2 separate regions of the Mus musculus genome follow, and region 1 is linked to region 2. Evidence: chromatin contacts called from public HiChIP or PLAC-seq data. All regions are on one chromosome and are shown on one strand. Each heading gives the region's core, a stretch centred on a gene start, on an enhancer-like site or on the middle of the called end of the contact. The rest is flanking DNA. Distances are from core to core; before and after follow the strand shown. Region 1 holds the start of Tfap2e (transcription factor AP-2, epsilon). Region 2 has its middle 22 kb from the start of Psmb2.

Evidence for each region. HiChIP or PLAC-seq counts read pairs in DNA pulled down with a chosen protein or histone mark.
Region 1: a contact with region 2 is called in an H3K4me3 HiChIP or PLAC-seq map of craniofacial prominence, with 2.3 times the contacts expected there. The contact joins the promoter of Tfap2e here to the enhancer-like site in region 2. A contact is called at or near these places in 9 of 39 promoter capture datasets (3T3-L1-derived adipocytes, the C10 cell line, the HPC-7 cell line and 5 more), 4 of 15 datasets of contacts at CTCF or cohesin (the G1E-ER4 cell line and embryonic stem cells), 17 of 484 Hi-C or Micro-C datasets (the G1E-ER4 cell line, the HL-1 cell line, the P5424 cell line and 6 more), 13 of 115 datasets of contacts at active chromatin or transcription factors (bone marrow-derived macrophages, craniofacial prominence, effector CD8 T cells and 7 more) and 4 of 9 other capture datasets (adipose tissue, embryonic stem cells, liver and 1 more).

The regions. Positions count from the first base shown.
Region 1 is chr4:126,734,555-126,739,640 of GRCm38.p6, reverse strand. It overlaps Tfap2e (transcription factor AP-2, epsilon), which reads left to right and starts at 3,372. Exons shown (of 7, transcript NM_198960.2): 1 at 3,372-3,676; 2 at 3,989-4,471; 3 at 4,990-5,041. The coding sequence starts at 3,650.
Region 2 is chr4:126,652,542-126,657,827 of GRCm38.p6, reverse strand. No RefSeq gene overlaps it. Among named protein-coding and RNA genes, the nearest start is that of Psmb2, 22 kb to the left of the region's middle. Within about 2 kb of position 2,242, at least 25 of the 459 cell types and tissues checked have an H3K27ac peak or open chromatin away from gene starts, as enhancers often do. A contact at or near this core is called in craniofacial prominence, where this site is marked.

The DNA.
Region 1 (5,086 bases), core at 2,123-4,622, 81 kb before region 2:
CGCCCGCCCGGCAGGCCCGTGAAACCCACTCGGTTACTGCCTTGCCCGAGCATGCGCAGTGAGGCTGCATGCGTGGGCTGCAAACTTTGAATAGCTGCAGGAGATGTCCTAAGGCAGAGGCTTTCAACCTTCCAGGTACTGTGACCACTTAGTAATACAGTTCCTCATGTTGTGGTGACCACCCCAATCATAATTTTTTTTTAAAGTATAGAATAGTTAATTCAGGGCATGGGGAGGGAAGTTGAGAGGGTAATGGGGAGGGGGGAACAGGAGGGAGAGGACAGAGAGAGCAAGAAGACCCATAAAATTGTTTTATTGCTACTTAAATAACTGTAATTTGGCTACTGTTATGAGTTATAGTGTAAATATTTGTGTTTGCTGATGGTGCAACCCCTGTGAAAGCATCATTTGATGCCCCTAAAGGGGTCACAACCACAGGTTGAGAACTGCCGTCCTCGGGGATAGTTCAGTTGGCATCAGTGTGTATGCTTTTGGGTTTCTAATCAGATTGACAGACTGGGAAGGACACATTTGGGGGTAACAGGGAGACAAATGGTCATTAGACTTGGGAGGGCAATGAGCTTGGGCCTGAATTGGGGGGGGGGGCTGATGAAATGGTTTAGCAGGTAGAGGCACTTGATACCAAGCCTGGTGACCTGAGTTCAATCCCCAGAACCCACGGTATGAAAAGAAAGAACCAAGTCCTCATGTTGTCCTCTGACCTCCACGTGTGCATGTGTATGCACACGCACACACACACACACACACACACACACAGAGGGGGGGGAGTTTAGAAATAATGTAGACAGGAAGAGACAGAAGCTGCTAAGCCTGAACAACTAACATTAAGAATGGATTTCTTGGGGGCTGGAGAGATGGCTTAATGGTTGGGTGCACTGGCTGCTCTTCCAGAGGACCTGGGCTCAGTTCCCAGCTCCCACATGACAGCTCACAACTGTCTGCTGATGATGAGAGGAGGTGAAAATACAAAGGAAAGCGGGCAGAGTAAGAGGAGCTGGTGGCAAGTGTGAGGGAAGCCAGTGAGGCAGAGACAGAGCCCATCCCGGCCCGCCCGGCAGAAGAGCAGAGGGGAGGGTCCTCAAGCTAGGTCCAGGCATCATTCGCATCCCTCATCGTGGTTTCTGGACCTTCCCCACAGGAGTCTACCAACTTGTGAGCAATGCACTGACATCTATCTCTGAGACTCATTTCAGACGTCTCACGACTGAGGTCAAGGGTCTAGGGTGAGGGAAGCAGGCACAGACATGGATAACAAACACACACTCACACCAGATCTTAGATGCATCCTGAGGAGGAAAGCTGCACAGCTGTGGATAACAAAGTCAAACTCACACCAGATCTTAGATCTGTCCTGAAGAGAAAGGCTTCACAGCTGCCCCCATCTGCCTCCCCCGCCATCATAGCTGCTGGTTCCGGCCTCTGGGAAGCTCTCAGGGATGAATCCTCGGATACTAGCTAGTTTCATCCTCTCCTCACAGCCCCCACAGCCCCATCCCATGTGTCATGGCTGAAAGAAATCCAGCCTCGGCTTCGTTCTAGCCATGTGCCATCTAGAACATAGGTTAATGTTCTAATCTCTCAATGGTATCACTTTTACCTTCTCATCTGTTTCTTCACCAGAAAGAAACAGAAGGTGGCAGCGATTCCTCTCCACTAGTTTTTGTTGCAGAAACAGAACTTGGAGAGGAAGCCAGACTTGTCCAGAATTACACAGCCTCTGAGGAGTGAGACTAAATTTTAAATGCCTGAGTCCAAGACAGGAAAGAATAATGATCCTGAGAACAGAGAAGGGCCACCCCAGCACTGCCACTGAACTAGTTGTTTGACCATAGGCCAGTAAGTCACCTAGCCTCTCTGTGCCTTGTTCCTCACTTGAAAATGAGGGTGACAAAGGACTTGGTGAGTTAGGAGACTCCATATTAACGGTGTGTGGTGAGTGGGCACCGTGACCATTTCTATCCCCTCCCTATTTTCAACATGAAAAAGAAAACATCTTTCTGCTTTTTATTAAGATTTATTTATTTTATGTGAGTATATTTTTGCTGTCTTCAGACACACCAGAAGAGGGCATATGATCTCATTACAGATGGTTGTGAGCCACCACATGGCGGCTGGGAATTGAACTCGGGATCTGTGGAAGAGCAGTCAGTGCTCTTAACCACTGAGCCATCTCTCCAGCCCTCTGCTTTTTAAATTCTCATTGTCATTAGGATTTCTCTCACTTGCCTTTTCTTAATCCCCATCTCTGCTTCTTAGGACAGACGGGTTAAATTTTGGAAGAAAGAAAAGGGATTGGTAGTGGTCATTAGGGCATGTTTGACAGAGAGAAAGAGAGAGAGAGAGAGAGAGAGAGAGAGAGAGCACCTGCCATGGTGATGGTGACACACAAATGCGTAGACTGTGCCTAGGTGTGACAATGCACCCCTTCCACCCTGTGTCAGTATTTTGGCCTCTTCTTAAGTGCAGATCATGCCAGACTCCTACTCTCTGTGCCTAGGTGGTGTCCTCAGCATCCAAGGATCCTGGCTTGGCATTGAGGATTACCAGCTTAGAAAGTCTGAGAGAAGTCAGCATTTTCAGAGCGTTTTTTGGATCCAAAACCATGAAAGAGAGGTTGCTAACACCCCCTCTCTCATTCTCTCTCTCTCTCTCTCTCTCTCTCTCTCTCTCTCTCTCTCACACACACACACACACACACACACGCACACACACACTGACACAAGTATGCACATAAACTGATGGGCTTGAGTTTGCCACTCACCGGTGTATTCCACACTCACCCTTGGGTGGTCAGAGAAAAGACCATTTAACAGGGAAGAAAGCTGATACCAGAAACAAGGAATGCTTTGCTCAAACTCAAAGGCGAACGCGTACATTTGTTTAAGCATTAATTTTAAAAGATTTAGAAGGGAGTGGCGAGATCGTTTATTGGGTTAATTCATTGACCACGAAGCCTCAAGACCTGAGTTCGAACCTTCAGGACCCACAGGATGGAAGCAAATAACTGACTACTGCAAGTTGTCCTCTGACCCGCACATCGGGCACACGGGTGAGCCCTTCCACTAAATAAGTTAATGTAATAAGCAAATGTAAAGAGAAAATTCACAGACCCGAGCGAACACAGACCCCTGAGTTGCATTCCAGCCTCGAATCCCATTTGATCGCAGCTGCAAGCTTGGAGGCCAGAAGGAGCTCACATCAGCTGGACTCGAATTCATTCACTCCTCACCCCACCGGTTCCCACCAGAGCCACGCCTCCCTTTCCGCAGCCAAGGGAAAAGGCTGAGATAGGCCATAGCTTGTCTCTTTAATGCGCGCCCCCAGAGGCCCGAGCGCGCCCCCGCCGCTATAACTAGAGTGCATGGAGCAGGCTGAGCTCAGAGGGCGGGCGCTGGGCACCCGTTGCCCGACTTTTTTCCAAGTGCCATCAGCTCCCGTCTGGCCCATTTCCATGGACGCTCCCGCAGGCGTCCCCCGCTGAGTACCCCGTACCTTCTGGACTCCCGGCAGACTTACCCCCAGCTTCCAGACGGTGATCCCCGTGGGCTGTAAGGGCTCCCGGCTCTCGCCTCGCCGTCGAACGAGGGCTGTGTCTCCGCCACACCTCACGCCCCACACTACCCGCCCCATGTTGGTGCACACATACTCCGCCATGGTGAGTAGACTCGGGTCCCGGGCACACTGGGCAGAGGGCATCGAGGAGCCTGGCTGCTGAAGCCTCCAAACCTTCTGCCCCCCACCCCCGCGCCAACGAAATCGCGAAGGTAGGGGACCGTAGGGCCTCTTGGCAGCCCAGGAAGTGGTGGCAGAGACCCGTACGTGGTTGGTCTCCAGCCTGGGGCCGCGGCGCCCGCGGGGCCAACGCCGGTGGACAGCTGCAGGACACCCGCGAGCTGGAGGGGACCTGGCGGGCTGGTGTCTTTTCGGCCGCTCATGGGTCACCTAACGCACGCCTCCCCTTCTGCAGGAGCGCCCCGACGGGCTGGGCGCAGCGGCTGGCGGGACCCGCCTGTCGTCCCTGCCCCAGGCGGCCTACGGGCCCGCGCCGCCACTGTGTCACACTCCCGCCGCCTCTGCCACCGCGGACTATCATCCTCCTTACTTCCCGCCGCCCTACCCTCAGGCGCCGCTGCCCTACGGCCAGGGTCCCGACGCCACCGCTGCCTTTCCGCACCTCGCCGCTGACCCCTACGGCGGCCTAGCGCCCCTGGCGCAGCCGCAGCCCCCGCAGGCCGCCTGGGCCGCACCCCGTGCGGCCGCCCGCGCCCACGACGAGCCGCCGGGCCTGCTGGCGCCACCCGCCCGCGCTCTGGGTCTCGACCCGCGCCGAGACTACGCCGCCGCGGTTCCCCGGCTCCTGCACAGCCTGGCCGACGGCGCGCACGGCCTGGCCGATGCTCCCCTCGGTCTTCCAGGATTGGCGGAGCCGCCCGGTCTGGAGGAATTGCAGGTAAGCCCAGAGTGAGCCACGGTGGGTCCCGATGGGCAGCGATTTAGCATCCTGGCTGGAAACAAAAAAGTAACAAAAGTAGGAGCCCGGCTCTTCTCCCAGGTGCAACTTTCCATCTCTGCCGCTAACAGGGAGTCTTCCGTTAGATGCTGTCTGGCCAAAAGATGGCCTCGAACTGTGCCTGGGTGGCAGCAGCCCTCGTGGAATCACTTCTTTCTCTCCCCACTGTAGGGTTGAGCCATGGTGGGCATCCATACCCAGTCCCAGTCCGCAGGGGCAACCTGGGCCGGGGTTAGGAGAGGCACAGGAGTGGTCTATCTAAGGCAAGGCAATCATCCAGGCAGTGCTGCAGCTTAGACGCATATGGTGCTGAGCCCAGGCTATTCCTGGTCACGCCTGTCCCCCGGTAGCCGCCTCAGGCAGCCGGTGGTACGCGTAGGGCGGAGCAGACATGGACTAGGGGTAGCTGGGCGACTAGGTCCATACGGACCCTCACTGCCATCCTCTTCTATTTGCAGGCGATAGATGACCCTGGAATGAGCCTCCTGGACCAATCGGTGATCAAGAAAGGTAAGGAATGGTGTGCGACTTCCAGGGCAGAGTCAGGCCCTGGGT
Region 2 (5,286 bases), core at 993-3,492:
GACAGGGACTCACAGTGCAGTCTAAGCCATCCCCAAACTCCTTATGTAGCCCGGGATAGCCTTGAACTTGCAACCCTCCTGCTTCAGCCTTCTGAGTGATGACATTAGAGGCAGTGTCACTGCTGGGATGCTGTCTTACATGTAGGAGGACACAGATGTTTGCCCAGAGCCTTAGAAACACCCTCTCTTCAGGTGCTCCACTTGAACACCTTGGTTTCTGCTGACTCTATGCTACGTGTCTAGGATTCTGAGGCTACTCCCAGGCTGTCTGACCACATCAAGGGATCAAGTGCACGCATGCAAGCGTGTGTGTGTGTGTGTGTGTGTGTGTGTGTGTGTGTGTGTGTGTGTGTGTGTGTGATGGTACAACTCAAGAAAAGAGAAATTTCCTCCAAGTCTATGTCAGGAGAGCTGCCCACCTAGCACATCAGACCTTAACGGTGGGCTGAGGTGAGAGGAAAGGGCTGGGCTTGGAGAGGGAAGAGCCTCTGACCCTGGCAGTGGACACCTGTGCTTTAGATTTATATTAGCCAGGGTTTGTAGAATTTGTCTAGCCCTCCAATCACGACATACAGATGGGACCTGTAGAAACCCCATGGAGCTGACATCTTTATCCCCCTTACTCAGATGAGAAAATTGAGGTTAGAAGAGGTGAAAATTGAGGTTAGAAGTGACATAGAATAAAAAGCGGCATGATTGGTCCAACGTCACACAATTAGCTGTGGATCAAAGAGTGGAACTTAGGCCTGTTGCACTTCCCCCAGCCCCCCTGTATTTCTCTACCAAGCAAAGCTTTGGGCGTGAGATTGTGTCTAGTAGAGGATCGAGAGGCAGGCAGAACTCTCAGGTACCTAGAGGTGCAGAGTTAACCAGTTTGTCGGTCCCTGGAGAAGAGATAGCCTGATGAGCCTGGTTGGGGACTTCAGAGAATGAGGAATCGATCCACCATTCCATGTGAGAATGGATTGTAGCCCCAGCCTGCGTGTGTCAATGGATCTGATTAGCACTTGCGTGAGTCTCCAGCTATCGATTGGCAGGTGAGAATCGTTCTGGGACCAGCGGGGAGTCAGTCCCCTCTGTTCCCAGTCCTGCCAGTTCACCCCCTCCACAGAGACATCTTCCTTCCTCTCACTACAGCCCTGGTCCTGGAGGTCTCCAGATTTCTCCGACCCCCAGCCCTAACGGGAGTCATGGCTCCTGTAGATGCTGCTGATGAAGGGGGGATACATGGCTGTCATGAATCTCATTCAGCCACTCCAGGTTCAGCCCTTAAAGGAGCCAGTGGGGATGGATGGGTTCATCACCTTAGAGCCTAAACCACACAAAGGAAAAAGCAAAGACTCTGCAAATATTTGTATCATGTGACCTTGGGTAAGTCATTTGTTTTGCAAGCATCAGCTCCTCATCATGTAAATAATAAATAATAATAATAATAATAATAATAATAATAATAAATCTTCCTCCCCAGATTTTCTGTGTTTGATAAGGAAGTATATGTGAAAGTCCTCTGCAGCCCCTAGCACATATGGCCTAACATGTCAGGTGGAAATTGAATCTACAACTCTCCTGAGGATGCGCTCACTGTGGGAAACCCTCTCTAGTTGACCCTGCTTCTGCCTCTATTCTCTTCATTTGAATGCCACACATAAAGTGACAGATAGTAATTGCCTCCACGTTTGGTCAGACCTGGAGCTATTCTGCCTTCAAGGAACTTCAACCCATAATATTGGGTTTTCTTTGGGGCCGTTAAACTGTCAAATAAAGAAACAAGACAGGCTCAGCTTCTCATGCCCTAAGAGTTCCTTGAGCCAGGAGGTTGCATCCAAAGGTTAGTGTGTGATATATAGAAGAGGGTGTTTCAGGCATTTTTCTGCCTGCCAGAATGGGGCCAAGAGGGAGCCAGTGGCCAGAGGCTGTGGCCTCTTTCATTATCCCCAACTGTAGCAAGCCCATGGGGAAGGGGTGCTTTCTTTCCGGTTTCTTTCCTGTCTTTCCAAGGCCTGAGCTCTGCTGGGCTCATAGTAACCCTGCCCCTTTGCCGATAGCGCCAGACTTCTCCCCTGGAGCCTACTAGACTTGTCTACTGATGCTTAGTCCTCTGCCTCACGTTCCTCATACCATCTGTTACAAGAGCTTGTCCTTATTTTTGCCTGAGTAAGGCTCTTTTGGACCACCTAAGTCCCTGACGTCACAGCAAGAGAGAAAAGCATGGGCTGCTATGGCAACCGAGAATTGTACTCAGGACCATGGACAGAGAAAAAGGTCCCTGGATGTGTGGGGGTCTTCTAACTGCGCAAGCACAAACAGGTTGATATCATGAGCAGCACCATGGACAGACACCGCCGGCTGCCTTAGCATGAAGAGCCGTCTTGGAGGAATAGGATTTGTCAAAATTATTTTGATTCTAAGGAATGAAATCCTGGGCTGGCGAGATGGCTCAGTGAGTAAGAGCACTGACTGCTCTTCCGAAGGTCCTGAGTTCAAATCCCAGCAACCACATGGTGGCTCACAACCACCCATAATGAGATCTGACGCCCTCTGCTAGTGCGTCTGAAGACAGCTATAGTTTACTTACGTATAATAATAAATAAATCTTTTAAAAAAGGAAATAAAATCTTGTGCATGCAGAACTGAACATTTGGGAGGCAGCGGAAGATGAATCTCTGTGAGTTTAGAGGCCAGTGTGGTCTACATAGTGGGTTCTAGGATTGCCAGGGCTACATATTGAGACCTGTCTTAAAAATAAATAAATGAAAATAAAATAAAATAGGGCTATAGAGATGACTCGGAGATTAAGAGCACTGACTACTCTTCCAGAGGCCACAGGTTCAATTCCCAGAACCCACGTAGCAGATAACTGTCTGTAACTCCAGTTTCAGGGGTCTGACATGTTCATGCAGGCAGAACACCAATGCACATAAAATATAAATAAATATAAAATATAAATTTAATATTAAAAATAAGAACACATGTACTCACACATGCCTGCATGTCACACCCACATTCACACACACACACACACACACACACACACACATATGTAGTATGTGTGTGTGTATGTGTATGTATATGTATATGTTTTGTATGTCTTTTAAAATTTTAGTAGGACAGGGTGGTACTCACTTCTAACCCCAGCACTTGGGAGGCTGAGGCAAGTAGATCTCTGTGAGTTCAAGGCCAGCCTGGTCTAGATAATAAATTCCAGGTCAGCCAAGGCTACATAGTAAGACCATGCCTCAAAAATAAAGATGTTTTATTATTATTAATGAAAATTGGCTGGTGAGTTGGCTGAGCATGTTGGAGCACTTGGAAGTGCAAGTCTGGTGACCTGAGTTTGCTCCTAGAAACCCATGTAAGAAAGACATGTGGTGACACATATCTCTAATCCCAGCAGTCCTATGAGAAATGGGAAATAGAGACAGGGGACTCACTCGGAACTTGTGGGACAGCAAACCTGAAGTACAGACCTCTGCAGGGTCAAGAGAGACTCTGCCTCATGCAAAGAAGTGACTTCAAAAGATGTCCTCTGACCTCCACAGCACACACATGCCATACATGTACATGATATGCATGTTACTGAATAAAATAAAATTTAAAGAAGCAAAAAGAGGTGGAACCCTAATTGAAACTAGTGTAAGCTATTCTTTGAATGAGCCTGGGATAACACTGAAAGTCACGATTTGTTCCACTGAGCAGAGCAAAGTTAAAGGCAGTGTCTTTTATTTTATTTTATTTTATTTTATTTTATTTTATTTTATTTTAAGATTCTCTCCCCTCCCCCTCTGGCTTTAGCTGACCTGGGACTCACTATGTAGATCAGGCTGGCCTTGAACTCACAGAGATCCGCCTGCCTTTGCCCACCAAGTGCTGGTGTTAAATGATGTGCCACCAGACCCAGCTCTTCTTTACTTTAGGAAAACAAAAAACAAAAAAACAGAAATGAGGCTGTTCAAATCATCTATTTCTTCATGAGCAAGCTTGATTGGTTCAAGAAAATCCTTTCCTTTGAAGTTTTCTGATGCATTGACACAAGCGTCTTCACAGCATGTTCTTTCAATTATTTGTTCTTGAGACAGAGAGTCTCTCGGAGCCCAGGCCAGACTGGAACTTGTTATGTAGCCAAGGATAGCTTTGAACATCTGGTCCTCCTGCTTCCACCTCCCTAGTGAGTAGTTGCAGGCATATACCATCATGCCTAGTGTATGAAGTGCTGGGGTTCCTGTCTGTTAGGCAGGTACTCTATCAACTGAACTGGACCCCAGGTCTCTTTTCCTCTCCATCTCTGTCAGCCTCTCTTATATTGACAGCCCCTCTCTGCTTCCTGATATTCATTTTGGTAACTCGCACCAGCCTAATTAAGTACATTTCATTAAATTGTGCATATTTTTCTTACTTCTGCCTCCACCTTCCAGCATAGAACATTGTAGTTTTTCTGTGGCAAACTGCCCAACGGGCTCCAGGCTCTGTGTTCCCACTACAGTACATTCTGCACATCCCTGCCAAAGGAAGTGTCTAAAAAGGACTCTTAGTGGCTCCCCATTTCTTCTGAATAATTTCCAGTCTCCTCTATTTTCCCTCAGTGCCCACTCCCTACCATCTGACAAAGCGGTCATGGCTCCACAGTCACTGCCCACTCTTCCCCTGCACGAACTCACCTCATTTCAGGGACTCGGGTCCACTCGGGTCACGTACATCAGGATTACTTTTAACTCCGTGCTTCTAAAACCCCAGCTCTGATGAAGTCAGAGGACCTGATTTGGAGGCTGAGGTCCAGCTTGGAAAGGGCAGAATCCCTGTTTATCTTAGGTCAACTTGACACAAGCTAGAATCATCGAGAAGGGGGCTCTCAAGTGAGAAAATGCCTTCATAGATGTGCCTATAGGTAAGTCTTTGGTGCATTCTCGTGATTAATGATTGATGTGGATAAGTCCAGCTTATTGGGGGTGGTGTCATCCCTGGGCAGGTAGTTCTGATGACATAAGAAAGCAGGTTGAGGCTGGCTGATGGTGTACATTAGCTAGGGTTACACAGAGAAACCCTGTCTCAAAAGGAAAAAAGGGGAAGGGAGGAGTGGGGAGGGGAGGGGAGGGGAGGGGAGAGGGGAGGGGAGGGGAGGGGAGGGGAGGGGAGGGGAAGGGAAGGGAAGGGAAGGGAAGGGAAGGGAAGGGAAGGGAAGGGAAGGGAAGGGAAAAGGAGGGAGGCAGAGAGACAGAGACAGACAGACAGAAAGGAGGAGGGAGGGAGGGAAGGAGGAAGGGAAGGAGCGTGGGAGGCAGTTCCTCATAC